3 separate regions of the Mus musculus genome follow, and all the other regions are linked to region 2. Evidence: chromatin contacts called from public HiChIP or PLAC-seq data. All regions are on one chromosome and are shown on one strand. The core of a region is the stretch at or near the end of the contact, and the rest is flanking DNA. Distances in the headings are between cores, read along the strand shown.

Region 1 (3,928 bases), core at 31-2,530, 890 kb before region 2:
CATTTTCCTATCTGAGACCTAAGACTTTGCCTAGCAGTCTGCTTAGGAAACCCATTCCCACAAGCATTGTGCCAAGGATGATAATTCTCCCCCAGGGCAAATCTACATGCCTAAATCACTCCCTAAAAGCAAGAAGAAGAAAGCTGGTTTGAAAGGGCTTGTTTATTTTGTCACTTTTCCCACAGGCAAGGGCATTGCAGGCAATGGTGAGTAGGAAAATGAGACTATAAAGAAATATCTGACAGTGCTTCCTTAATCGTGGTCCACATCTGCTGATCCAGCCAAAAGTGAGGGGGCAGAGGTGAACTTTGCTATGCCATGGTGAATAATGCAATCATACGTTGGATACCAAACTACATTTAACTGCCATATAAATCCTGCCTGCCTCCATACCACACCTCATTATCTCACAGGAAATGTATAGTTTCCACAAAGTCAAATATGCTCCGACCTGTGCCTCTGAAGCTGAGATGGAGATGCAGGGCTGAGAATCATGTGCTTGCTGCACCAGCAGTCCAGCTTCCCTGGAACACATAAGGAACCCTACGCAGACATCCTTAGCATTCACTTGTCATGGGCCATCAGGCAAAACACTTGAACATGCTGCTTTAGAGCTGCCAAATAGAAAATGGGAGTACTCCTTCCTGCCTTGAAAATTAGGAGGTACAAAGATCTTAGCAAATCATTCAAGGTCAAAATCAAACCTATAGCTGAAGATCTGGATGAACATTGACACAAAGTCTGTCTTGACTCACAGTGTCCTTTCCCCCAAAACAACAACAAAAAGTCCTGTCTGTATTTGTATCATTATGGTACTTTGGTCGAAGCAAACTGGGCTAAATCAAACCCTTAGCAATGGCACTTGCTATTTAGGGCCTCTTATTCTCAACAGGCTGAGTTATGCAGATTCCCGAAGAGGATGAAAAAGTGTCAAACGGACACAAGTGTAAATGTCCAAGCCTGATTCTAAAGAACGTGATGAGGTAGCAGAAATTGTATAAGAAAGTGCAGGGGAAACTATCTCGACCTCTGGAGGGGAGAGGAGGGCCATCCGGCAAGCGCTCTGCCTGTGTTCAGAAGGGGAAGGAGCAGGTTGGGTTGGTTTTGCCTTGTTGTCAGCTGCAGGAACTGAGAAGCCCTGTCCAGGTTCAATGCTCCATTCTTAAAGTGGTGAACAAAATCCCTCTTTGTTCCCCAATGAAACTTATCTCTGAAGAGCTGAACCACTTCCTGTGAGATACAGCCCTGCAGATGTGTCCTGCAAGACCCACCCCACTGCTCTGTCTTCAGTCAAAAGGGCAAGAATGATCACTTTGTACTGCTGCCTGAAAACGACACTGACTCCTCTGATCTCAACTGGGGTTACCAAGTGGATAAAGCTTCCTGCTCAGAAGAGAGTCGAAGTGAGTGTCTGTGTGTGTGTGTGTGTGTGTGTGTGTGTGTGTGTGTGTGCCTGTATGTGTGAGTTTCTGTGTGTCTTTTTGTGTGCCTGTGTGTGTGCCTGTGTGTGTGCTTGTGTGTGCATCTAAGTGTGTATCTGCATATGCATCTGTTTGTGTGTGCCTATGTGTTTCTTTTCTTCTTTTGTTAATTTGTTTAGTTATTTATAGAGCTAATAAAGGCAACAAGGAGGGTCAATGCAGCCATGTTTTCCAAACAGTATTTTGTGGAACGTGTCCAAAGATTGGAAGCACTAGCAGCCTGAGGCAGGGGATGAACTGAGTGAAGGCAGTAATTTGCCCCTGGACCCTTCCAACTGCCTGCTGTCCTTTGCTAATACCAACAGTCAAAGAAGTTCTAAAATTTGATGTGTCAAAGTTAATAGCATTTCATCGCAACAAAGACTTGTTTAGATATAAAACGTTTTGTTATGTAACCTACTACTCTGGGGGTTACAGATCCATCTAAAAATCTCCCCCTTCTTCCTGATAACACAGAGCTTCATGATTCTGAATCATTAACTCCAAATCTGGTCTCAGTGTCTTCCTCTATAAAATAAGGTGGTCCTAGCAGTATATATGGCTAGGCTTAGTATACTAACTGGATACTCCAGTTGAACATGTCTTCACATCTATTAACACTGACAAATTGTTATCAATGCACTTTTAGAGTCAGACTCTCTCTTTATCTTGGGAAGTCAAAAGTGATAAATATAATCTTTCATGGAGAAATCCACAATCTGAGTTATAAACAGAAACGAAACAATGAGAGGTAACATGTCTTGAACTTAGCAAGTGGCAAGCTGTTATTTCAAATTATACATTTCCTAACATCTTCCTCTGGGCACTGTTGAACAGATACTAGCCTCAAAGTTGCCTCAGAACTTAAGAAAAATGCACTTTTACACAGATGGAAAGATACAATGAAGACACCATCAAACATGTTACAAAATGCTAGAGAGGGATCAAGGACCAACAACAGTGTCCAGAAGTGTTCTAAACAGCCATCATATGCTTTTCTCTTCAGAGATGACTATGAAGAGCTTTAGCGAGGAGGATGAGCATTTCCACATTGATAGCCCTCTTCTTGGCAGCCCTAAGTTTAAGGTTCATGGAAAAAAATATCCCTTGTATTACAGCACATACACCTCACACATGTCAGGAGAGGAAATGATGACCCAGCCATTCAAGTTAAATGATGAGTTAAAAGTCCACTAAAAGGAAGTACATCTGGAAGCCTGCCCAAGCTCACCATCACCTGGATGTGTGGTTTGCTTAATTTTTAATATCCTGCCTTTCCTCATTGGTAAATGGAATAGCAATTACCTATTCGAAGGCATTGGTGTGCTACAGAGTCGGCCATTTCCTCATCTCTAACAATCTCGTTGCTACACTCTGCGCTCCCCGATGTTGTACAAGCCCTATTTTTCTCTGAAATCACTCCAGTGAAAAAGGTTCCTCAGAGCAGACTGAAACTTTCATTACAAAAAAGATGATGGGAAAAGCATCAAATCCTTGGCTTACCCTTTAGATTGAATGAGAAATGGTTACAACAAAGCAGGTATAGTTTCTCCCAGAGGAGATCAGGAAAGAACACATGTACAGTGGTTTAATTTTTCAACAAAGACACAGTACAATGCTCTTTATGGCATTCCTATTTGTGAACTCAGAATTCAGTGGTTACCAGCAGATAGTGTATAATATACACAAATCTACATTTAGTGCTACTAAAATTGATGGGCTGTTTAAATGGGGCTGTATAAGGGGTTTTAATTTTCCTCCAGTGGGAAAGATGAGCCACATTAAATTCATGTCTAGATAATGAAAAGGAGAGAAAGACATGAAGTTGGGAGTAATTGACAGGAGGAAGACCATCTCAGTTTCCCATTTGTGTTCACTTTTAACTATGAGTGTGGCACAGGGCATGAATGGATTATGCTGATTTATTTCACTGTCAACTCATTAAAAACTGTAAGGTTTGTTCCCCAGAATTCTACTTTGTGAATGATTCTCAGTGAGATTCAGCAAAGAACTTGTATATGGTCTCAGCAGCACTTGAGCAGGAGCCATTAGTGTCTGAGGTTCCTTTAGAAAGCAGGCTTAGGTCTGCCTGCTTGTCAACTGACCCTCACTTTTAGCCCATATCTAGTTTCTCTTCTGTAGCACAACTCTACTTAACAGTGAGCTGTACTAAGTCTGTAGGCAGATACTTTCTGGCAGACGCATACGGGCTCTCAGGAGAGTTGTCTCCTGGGTTATGAGATTGGATGAGTTGGCCCTGACCCTCACAGGTTCCAATAATTGAGAGAGTGGGCCCTGCATGTCAACCACACAAGACAGTAGTATGGGTGAGCCAACATGAAGGCAAGACTGAGGGAGAGCTATCGCTGCTATTCTTCTGCCATGAGGTATTGTGTATGCTAGGGTGATGTCCTTGCCCCTCGCCACCTGCAGCAGTTGGGAGAGCTGGTATCAAGGGTCTGAGAGCC
Region 2 (3,938 bases), core at 1,073-3,572:
GACTCTGCAGAAAGGATGAAGGGTAGACCCATGCAGTGTATGTCCTTCTCCCCTGAGCGAACTGTACTTCACGTGGTATCCTCCACACCATCCATGCCTAGCAACCTATTAGACTTCCTTTTAAAGGATCAATAATATTTATTGTTTGTATATGTGCATTTCATTTATGTATTTATGCTAAGTATTCACTGAAGCTGTGTCCCTGTCTTGGTTATTATAAATAAATAATGCTTCAATTAATGATAGATGTTTCTTATCCTAGTGCTATGTATGCATTTATTTATGGCGTCAGATGATTAATGATCTAAAAAATACTCTGTGAGTGGTTTTAAAGGCTCATGTTACCGTCTCAGGAGTTTAATTGGTTGTATGTTTGAGCTCTTTGTTGTTAAAACATTGTACACATATAGAGAAAGGAACAGAGCAGAAAGAGCACCCACTCACTGTGACTTATGTCTGTCAGTTGCCAGCTTCCCTTGTTTCTTTTGAATCATTTTAGAGTGAGTGGTTTAGCAATCCCAAAGATAATGATGTTTTCTTTCTTTCTTTCTTTCTTTCTTTCTTTCTTTCTTTCTTTCTTTCTTTTGTGAAATATTTATTTATTTAATGTATATGAGTGCACTGTCGCTGTCTTCAGACACATCAGAAGAGGGCATCAGGTCCCATTACAGATGGTTGTGAGCCACCATGTGGTTGCTGGGAATTGAACTCAGGACCTCTGGAAGAGCAGTCAGTGCTCTTAACTGCTGATCCATCTCTCCAGCCCCAAGGAGAATCATATTATTATAACCAAGACAAGATATAATAGAAATATCTAATATTGAATACTTTGTACATATTTAAGATTTCCCAGTTGGTGGTGCCAAGGAGATCACTCTGTGGGTTAGAGGGTAAGAATGCTTGTTGGCAGGCATGAAGACCTGATGCATATTCCCCAAATCCATGCAAGAAACTGAGCATGGCTGCACTTGTGCTTGTAAACCAGCATTGCGAGATACGGAGGCAGGAACATTGCTGGGGTTTCTTGACTGCCAGCGTAGGTCCAGGTTTCTCAAGAAATCCTTCCCCAGCCTCCGTGTGCAGGCACACCAACACAGATCGTATGTGCATGGTCTCAGACAGACAGACACACCCACACACATCACACATAGGTTTCCCAGTTGCTCTAAAATGTCATTTGTATTTTCTTTTCCTATTCCTTTTGACTCCTCCCATAAAACCCTTCCTAAACCACGTATCCCATGTGTGGTGATTCTGGCTTCTGAACGTAGACGAGCCCCTGACCCCCGCCCGGTGCTTGCTTCTTCTTTTCCTAAGGGTTAATCTTTGACACTAAAATGCCACAACCTGAATTTGATGTTTCCTTGCAGCCTTGTACTTTTTGTTTTTAAAACTTTTTATTGGTTCTTTGTGAATTTCACATTCTGTACCCCAATCTCGCTCATTTCCTGGTCCTCTCGTTCCTGTCCTCCCCCCTTGCAGTCTCCCCGAAAAGGAAAAAAAAAAATCATACTGTGGAAGCTGTGGTGTGTCACAGCGTGTCCCACAGTCTACACTTTTGTCCATACTTCTTTGCTTGTAAATGTTCATTGCAGTGAGTCACTGGCCCAACGTCAGTGTCAGCTCTCCTGTGTTGCCCTGGCAAGGGGCAGGGTCTGCTCTCCTGAATGCTGTAGCTGATAAGGGCAGAGCCAGCTCTCCTGCCTGTTGCAGGTGGTAAGAGCAAGGGGCAAGGGGGGTAGGGGAAGGAGGGCATCTTTTCCTCATCAGTGTCACCGCACAAGAGATGAGTGCCAGGGCCCTCTCTCCCGCTCTCATGCTCTGCTAACGCACAACTCTTCCTCCCAGCTCTACCGTGCTTTCTGGGTGGTGGGAGGGATCAGTTCACCTGCCCTCACATCCCTTAAGGCCAGCTATCCCATGATACCCAGGTGAGGGATCAGCCAGTCCTGCACAGCCTCAGTCATCAACAGGGCACTGAGTGGCAGCCCAGACCAGGGGTATTTACCTGGAAACAGAGCCCTGCTGCTGCAGGGCCATGGACCCAGACATGGCCCTCAGTGGTAGCACAGGCAAGGATGTCATCATGATCTTCGGTGGCATCACTGGCTACTCTTATCAGGCTTTTCCTCACTACCCTTGATTTCCTGGTTCTGTCTCCTCGCGCTCACCTCCTTCTGCTTCTCTTTCTCTTCCATTTCTCTACCATTTACATGCTCCTCTTAGTGGCACCCAGGGTGTCTCGGGGTCTGGGCTTGTCTCAGCAATGCTGTTCCCTGCCCATGCAGTGTGGCCCTGGGCTGAGGTCATCTTGGGTGTGGTCTGCCTGCCTGAGCCTTTCTGGCACAGGACTGGTGGTTGTCTCAGGCTAGCTTCCAGTCTGCCCTAGTAGTGCCAGGCTGGTGATTATCTTGGGTTCGTCCCTACCTGGACCTTGTGGCCCCAGGTGGGGGCTGTCTTCTCTCAGGTTACACCTTTTACAAAAAGCTGGAGAGATGGCTCAGTGATTAAAACTCTTGCAGCTTTTACAGAGGACCCAGCTTCGGTTTGAAGCACCCATGAAACTCGGTCGTTGAGACCACTCATAACTCTAGTTTTAAGGGATTTGATACACTCTTCTGTCCTCTGAAGTCAAAAGTCCCAAACTTGATGTATATACATGCATGAAAGCAAAAACACCTGTACACATTAAAAATGATATATTAAAATCTTAAAAATTCTTTTCAAATGATGGGATTAAAAAACAACTCTGTAAAGTGTCACGTGTGCAGCCTTTCTTCTGTTGAATTAAAAAAACAACTGTGTAAAGTGTCACGTGTGCAGCCTTTCTTCTGTTGAATTAAAAAACAACTCTGTAAAGTGTCACGTGTGCAGCCTTTCTTCTGTTGAATTAAAAAACAACTGTGTAAAGTGTGACGTGTGCAGCCTTTCTTCTGTTGAAGACACACTTAGTGGTTTGCTGGCAACTTTGCGGAATTTCACTTGCTTCAGCTAAGGAAAGGGGGCGGGGGAAGGCTCTCTCTGCACCTAGAGGAGTTCTCCCACCCCCAGTCTCTGAGCTAGCTAGGCTGTTCACACGGGCTTGATGGTCCAGCCTATTTGCATATGTGGCTTAATACCTGTCCACATCAGCAAGAACATACAGCCTTCCAGTTGTTGCTTTCTTATTTCTTTTCCTTTCTAAAGCTATAGTAAATCATCTCTCTCTGTTTTGTCGTGGTTCAACCCTTTTCACTTTCATTTTCTCTACTTCCTCTTTCTTTGACTACTGTCAAGCTATCTTTGTGATTAACTACCTCACAGAACACTTTAGTGTATTGGCATCTCATGCAGCGCAGCAGGTCCTGGGAAGGACGAATGAGAGTGAAGTCAGCCCATTTGCATGCGGCCCCACCCCCAACAGGACTAGCGATTTAAGTCACAATTTTTATTTCAGAAACTGTTGCAGAACCACCTAAAGTACCAGAACGAGCAGGATCCCCGAAACCAGAAGCTAATTTGAGTGTGGAAGCAGAGGAAATTGGAGAAAGACTGGATAATCTAAAAAACAACACTGTACAAGCCTTAGAAAAACCAGGTAGGCTCAAAGCCTTTACTTTGGAGTACTTCAACCTTATTAACAATTTCTTCTCTGTAGTTAATATGGTGTGGCATACACAGTCAGACTCAGACCTATGCAATAAAGGCAATATTATATCAAGAACTTTGTAAAGTTACAAATATTCTAACAATCAGGTAGCAGCCAACGACCCATATAAAAGCAGTTTAGATCTGATGGGTGCTCATCCTGTAGAGACACATTAGCAATTTCAGATGGGCTATTTTTCTAGGGATGTACTATCATTGTAGAGTATGAATGAGGCTCTAGGTTCAATCCTTAGTACTACCACCAATCTTAGGTTCAGTTCCTAGTATTAACACCAACCTCATACTATACC
Region 3 (3,430 bases), core at 476-2,975, 780 kb before region 2:
CTTGCAGCTCTAGCTTTGAGACTTCTTTCCAACAGCTAGTTCAAATCTGCCCATGCCAGGATGACCAAGAGGTGAATGAACTGACTCCATGAGTCAGCCACAACCCCATCCCAGAGCCCCATGTGCTCAGAGCCCCATGTGCCACCTCTGCTTAGTTTATCTGGAAAATATTATAAAATATTTAGTGCCACTGAGTTTGGGCCTGAGAATGGAGATCACAGTGCCTTGCCTAATATTCTCTGGGATTATTACTGCTAGTAACTCTTTATTGGGGAAATCAAATAGCTATAACTTTTCACTGTTGTTGGAAAAGCTTGCGGGGTGAGTCATTTACTCCCCATAGAAAAGCCCTGTCTACACAAGGCAGGTAGTAAAATTAAGTTCAAATAACTGCCTCAGAAGAGTGTTTCATTTCAGAAAGCCTTGCATTTTCTCCTTACTGGAAATGAGTGTTACAGGACATTAAAAGTCTCTATGTCCTATATGGTGTTTAATATAAACACTCCATTTTTTTCTTTAATCTATCCAAGATCAATACTAAAATCTGTAAGCAGTGAGAGGTGGTGGCAGGAGAGCTGGCATTTCCAGCACAGCATCATTAATGAAACACTTTGGACAATAGTTCTCTTCTAAACAACCCAGCAGTCAGCACTGCTGCCTCTCATTTAAAAAACCTGAAGCGTAGAGAGACCACAGGAAGTGGCCAAGGTCGGGACCAAGGATGAGTCTAGAGATCCCAATATGATCTCATGTGCATATGTGTCATATCCCATATCAACCTTCAAGACTCGCCTCAGCCTTCCCTGGGGTGGATCTGGAGGTCATTGTCAGATCTGTTCCAGGTAGACAGGAGGTAAATGATTCTTTTTACTCCAGATCAGGTACCCTCATAGCAACAGTCAGAAATGACCTCATGTGTACTGATCAACCGCAGGAGAATGTGGAACACCCATACACAATATAGAGACTCTTGAAAGTAACATAAAGAAGACTGAACTACTTGGCTCCACCTTTGAGTTGTTGGGCTTGTCATTAACGGGAATGACAAACCCTAACCTGGAAGTACAGGGTCTAGATGGAGGTGAAGGGAAGACATTTCACATAGCCAAGCACAGCCTCCTGTAATGCATCCTTGCAAATATCTCTGCAACTCCCAAGTTCCCCTTCTCCACAGCTGCTGATGTCTCTCTCCTCTCCCTGCAACCTCTATATCCCCCATCATACCCTTGCTACCTCCTCTTCATGGAGAGCAATTGGCATTCACCTCTGTCGGCATGACTGAGGGAAGTTAAAAATATTCTTTGGGATCCATTTTCTTTTAGGACTTGGGAACTGTTAAAGGAAAAAGGCTAAAAGCTCTTGGTTTTATTATTCCTATCCAGAAATAATGACATGATAGTTTAGTTTCCTGTTCTAGGTTCTTTGCACAGTTCATCTTTTATTTCAGAAAAAAACTCTTCAAGGGCAAATGATGGTCCCCATTTTACAGAGAAGAATATTGAGATTTAGAGGAATCAAGTTATTTAGAAGATCAAGTTTACTGCTTCAGAATACCCAAGTCTAACTCCAAAAGCACCAGCTGTACCATATATAGAAGAATCAGGAAGAGTAGAGCTCCACCTCCCAGCCAGCCAGTTCAAAACAGCTGCAGCTCCACGCCCCATCCCATTTCCTCCAGCCAGAGGGGAAAGGAAGCTTGTTACCTTTGAGTCTATAGACCCACTTCCTGAAGCAGCCTGGGGTGCTGAGTACACACATGGTGGGGCTTCCCCATGCCTGTAGACCTGCCTAACTGCCCGCTAGCCACATCTGGAACATATTTTAAATTACCTTTAACCACAACTGCAAAAGACTCGTGTGTGTGTGTGTGTGTGTGTGTGTGTGTGTGTGTGTATGTGTATGTGTGTGTGTGTGTGTGTGTGTGTGTGTGTGTGTGTGTGTGTGTGTGTGTGTGTGTTGTATGTGTATATAAGTTTAATATATTAAGCAAGTGACTTGGAGTATTTGCTGAAGCTCTGCATGGGAGACCTATGTCCCCACTTCCTTTACTCTCCCTAGCTCTGCACAGGAAACCTGAGCTGCTTCATGTGGAAAACTGGGTATGAGAATTGTTCTGAGGGCATACACAAACTCTCACGGCTCTTTTGGAATGTGACTCTATTTTAAGTGAGTACTGGGAAATGGTATAGGATGAGCCGAAATCAAACAATCAGCTTTAGAACCAAAGTGACCCAAAAGGGAGTCCTAGACTTGCTGGATAGATACTGCCAGGAAGATCCCAGGACAGTCATTTTCCCCGGGGCCCCATCCCATAAGAGGGTTGCTAAGGAAGAGTGAGATAGTGCAAAAGTAGATGTAAATGATCCTTTCTGACTTTTCCAAAGACAACTTCTCACTCTCTTCCTGCTCCTCTTAACACTGGGGTCATCCCCAAGTGACATCCCTTGGGATGGTAGTTTAGGATTAGCCACGTTTGAGTACTGTTCCTGCATTTATGAGCTATGAAGCAATCTCTGCTTTGTATTTATTTTCCCACATATTAGATGAGCATAGCATCACTCATTCTCAAAACCCCTTAGATAAGGAATCCTGTAGCAGGTAGACCTTCACTGAAGGAGCTCAGCTTTCTTCCAGAAGAAGAGGTAGGTGAAGCTTGGTGTTTGTCCAAAAGCAAAGGGGGGGGCAGAAATAAATCATTTCTAGAGCACATTTGTATAACAAAAGTATCTGGACTGTAGGGGCAGGGATCTTTAAGCCATCAGTCTATTATCTTGGGCCCTGAAGGGTTCCGTACTGTGTAGTGGTTTGCCCATAGTCTATACCTGGGTGGGGGGAAAAAAACTAAATAGGATGGTATTACCCAAGACTGACATCCTGGACGATTCTCCGAATCAGAACCCAGGAGGTGGTATTCCATACCAGAAGTGTCCACTGAGGAAACAGGGATGTGATAAAAATAACTATTAGCTCATGGCATGGACATGTGAGGGAATATAAAATTTAGTCTAAAATCAGCCAGGCTCCTGCTGTTGGCCAGCGCTTACCCTGCAACTTCCCAGCAACCCATCATCCAGCCAGCCCCATCCAGACCCAATCCAGGGGCCAGCACTGCAGACAAATGTCTCAGCTTTACCAGGGCCACAAGTGTATCTTCATGCCTACACTTCAGAAAGAGTTTTCTCATTCAGATAGATTCTCAAGGTAGCTTTCTGACCCAGATCTTGAAAAGCAGCAGCCATCAGACCCCTCCTGATTAACTTGGAAAATGAAGAAAACCACACATCTTTGTCCAAAATGTGGCATGATATCCAGTTTTGGGCCTCATTCAGTCCTGGGGCTCAGGCTTCTTGAGGAACTTTGCTGGTTGCCTTCTTCCTATTCTTCCCCTTACCCTTTGGGCATTCCTGGAAACAAATGCCCTTCCAGTTAA

The links. HiChIP or PLAC-seq counts read pairs in DNA pulled down with a chosen protein or histone mark.
Region 1: an H3K27ac HiChIP or PLAC-seq map of regulatory T cell precursor shows a contact between it and region 2, with 7 times the contacts expected there. The contact joins two enhancer-like sites. A contact is called at or near these places in 1 of 484 Hi-C or Micro-C datasets (LSK cells) and 3 of 115 datasets of contacts at active chromatin or transcription factors (large pre-B cells, microglia and regulatory T cell precursor).
Region 3: a contact with region 2 is called in an H3K27ac HiChIP or PLAC-seq map of double positive thymocytes, with 4 times the contacts expected there. The contact joins two enhancer-like sites. A contact is called at or near these places in 5 of 115 datasets of contacts at active chromatin or transcription factors (double positive thymocytes, large pre-B cells, memory CD8 T cells and 2 more).

What each region holds. Positions count from the first base shown.
Region 1 is chr4:97,542,996-97,546,923 of GRCm38.p6, forward strand. No RefSeq gene overlaps it. Among named protein-coding and RNA genes, the nearest start is that of E130114P18Rik, 40 kb to the right of the region's middle. Within about 2 kb of position 1,281, at least 41 of the 459 cell types and tissues checked have an H3K27ac peak or open chromatin away from gene starts, as enhancers often do. A contact at or near this core is called in LSK cells and regulatory T cell precursor, where this site is marked.
Region 2 is chr4:98,433,894-98,437,831 of GRCm38.p6, forward strand. It overlaps Patj (PATJ, crumbs cell polarity complex component), which reads left to right. Exons shown (of 44, transcript NM_172696.2): 12 at 3,437-3,577. Among named protein-coding and RNA genes, the nearest start is that of Patj, 40 kb to the left of the region's middle. Within about 2 kb of position 2,323, at least 153 of the 459 cell types and tissues checked have an H3K27ac peak or open chromatin away from gene starts, as enhancers often do. A contact at or near this core is called in LSK cells, double positive thymocytes, memory CD8 T cells and 2 more, where this site is marked.
Region 3 is chr4:97,656,041-97,659,470 of GRCm38.p6, forward strand. It overlaps a transcript of Nfia not described here. Among named protein-coding and RNA genes, the nearest start is that of E130114P18Rik, 73 kb to the left of the region's middle. Within about 2 kb of position 1,726, at least 48 of the 459 cell types and tissues checked have an H3K27ac peak or open chromatin away from gene starts, as enhancers often do. A contact at or near this core is called in double positive thymocytes, memory CD8 T cells, regulatory T cell precursor and 1 more, where this site is marked.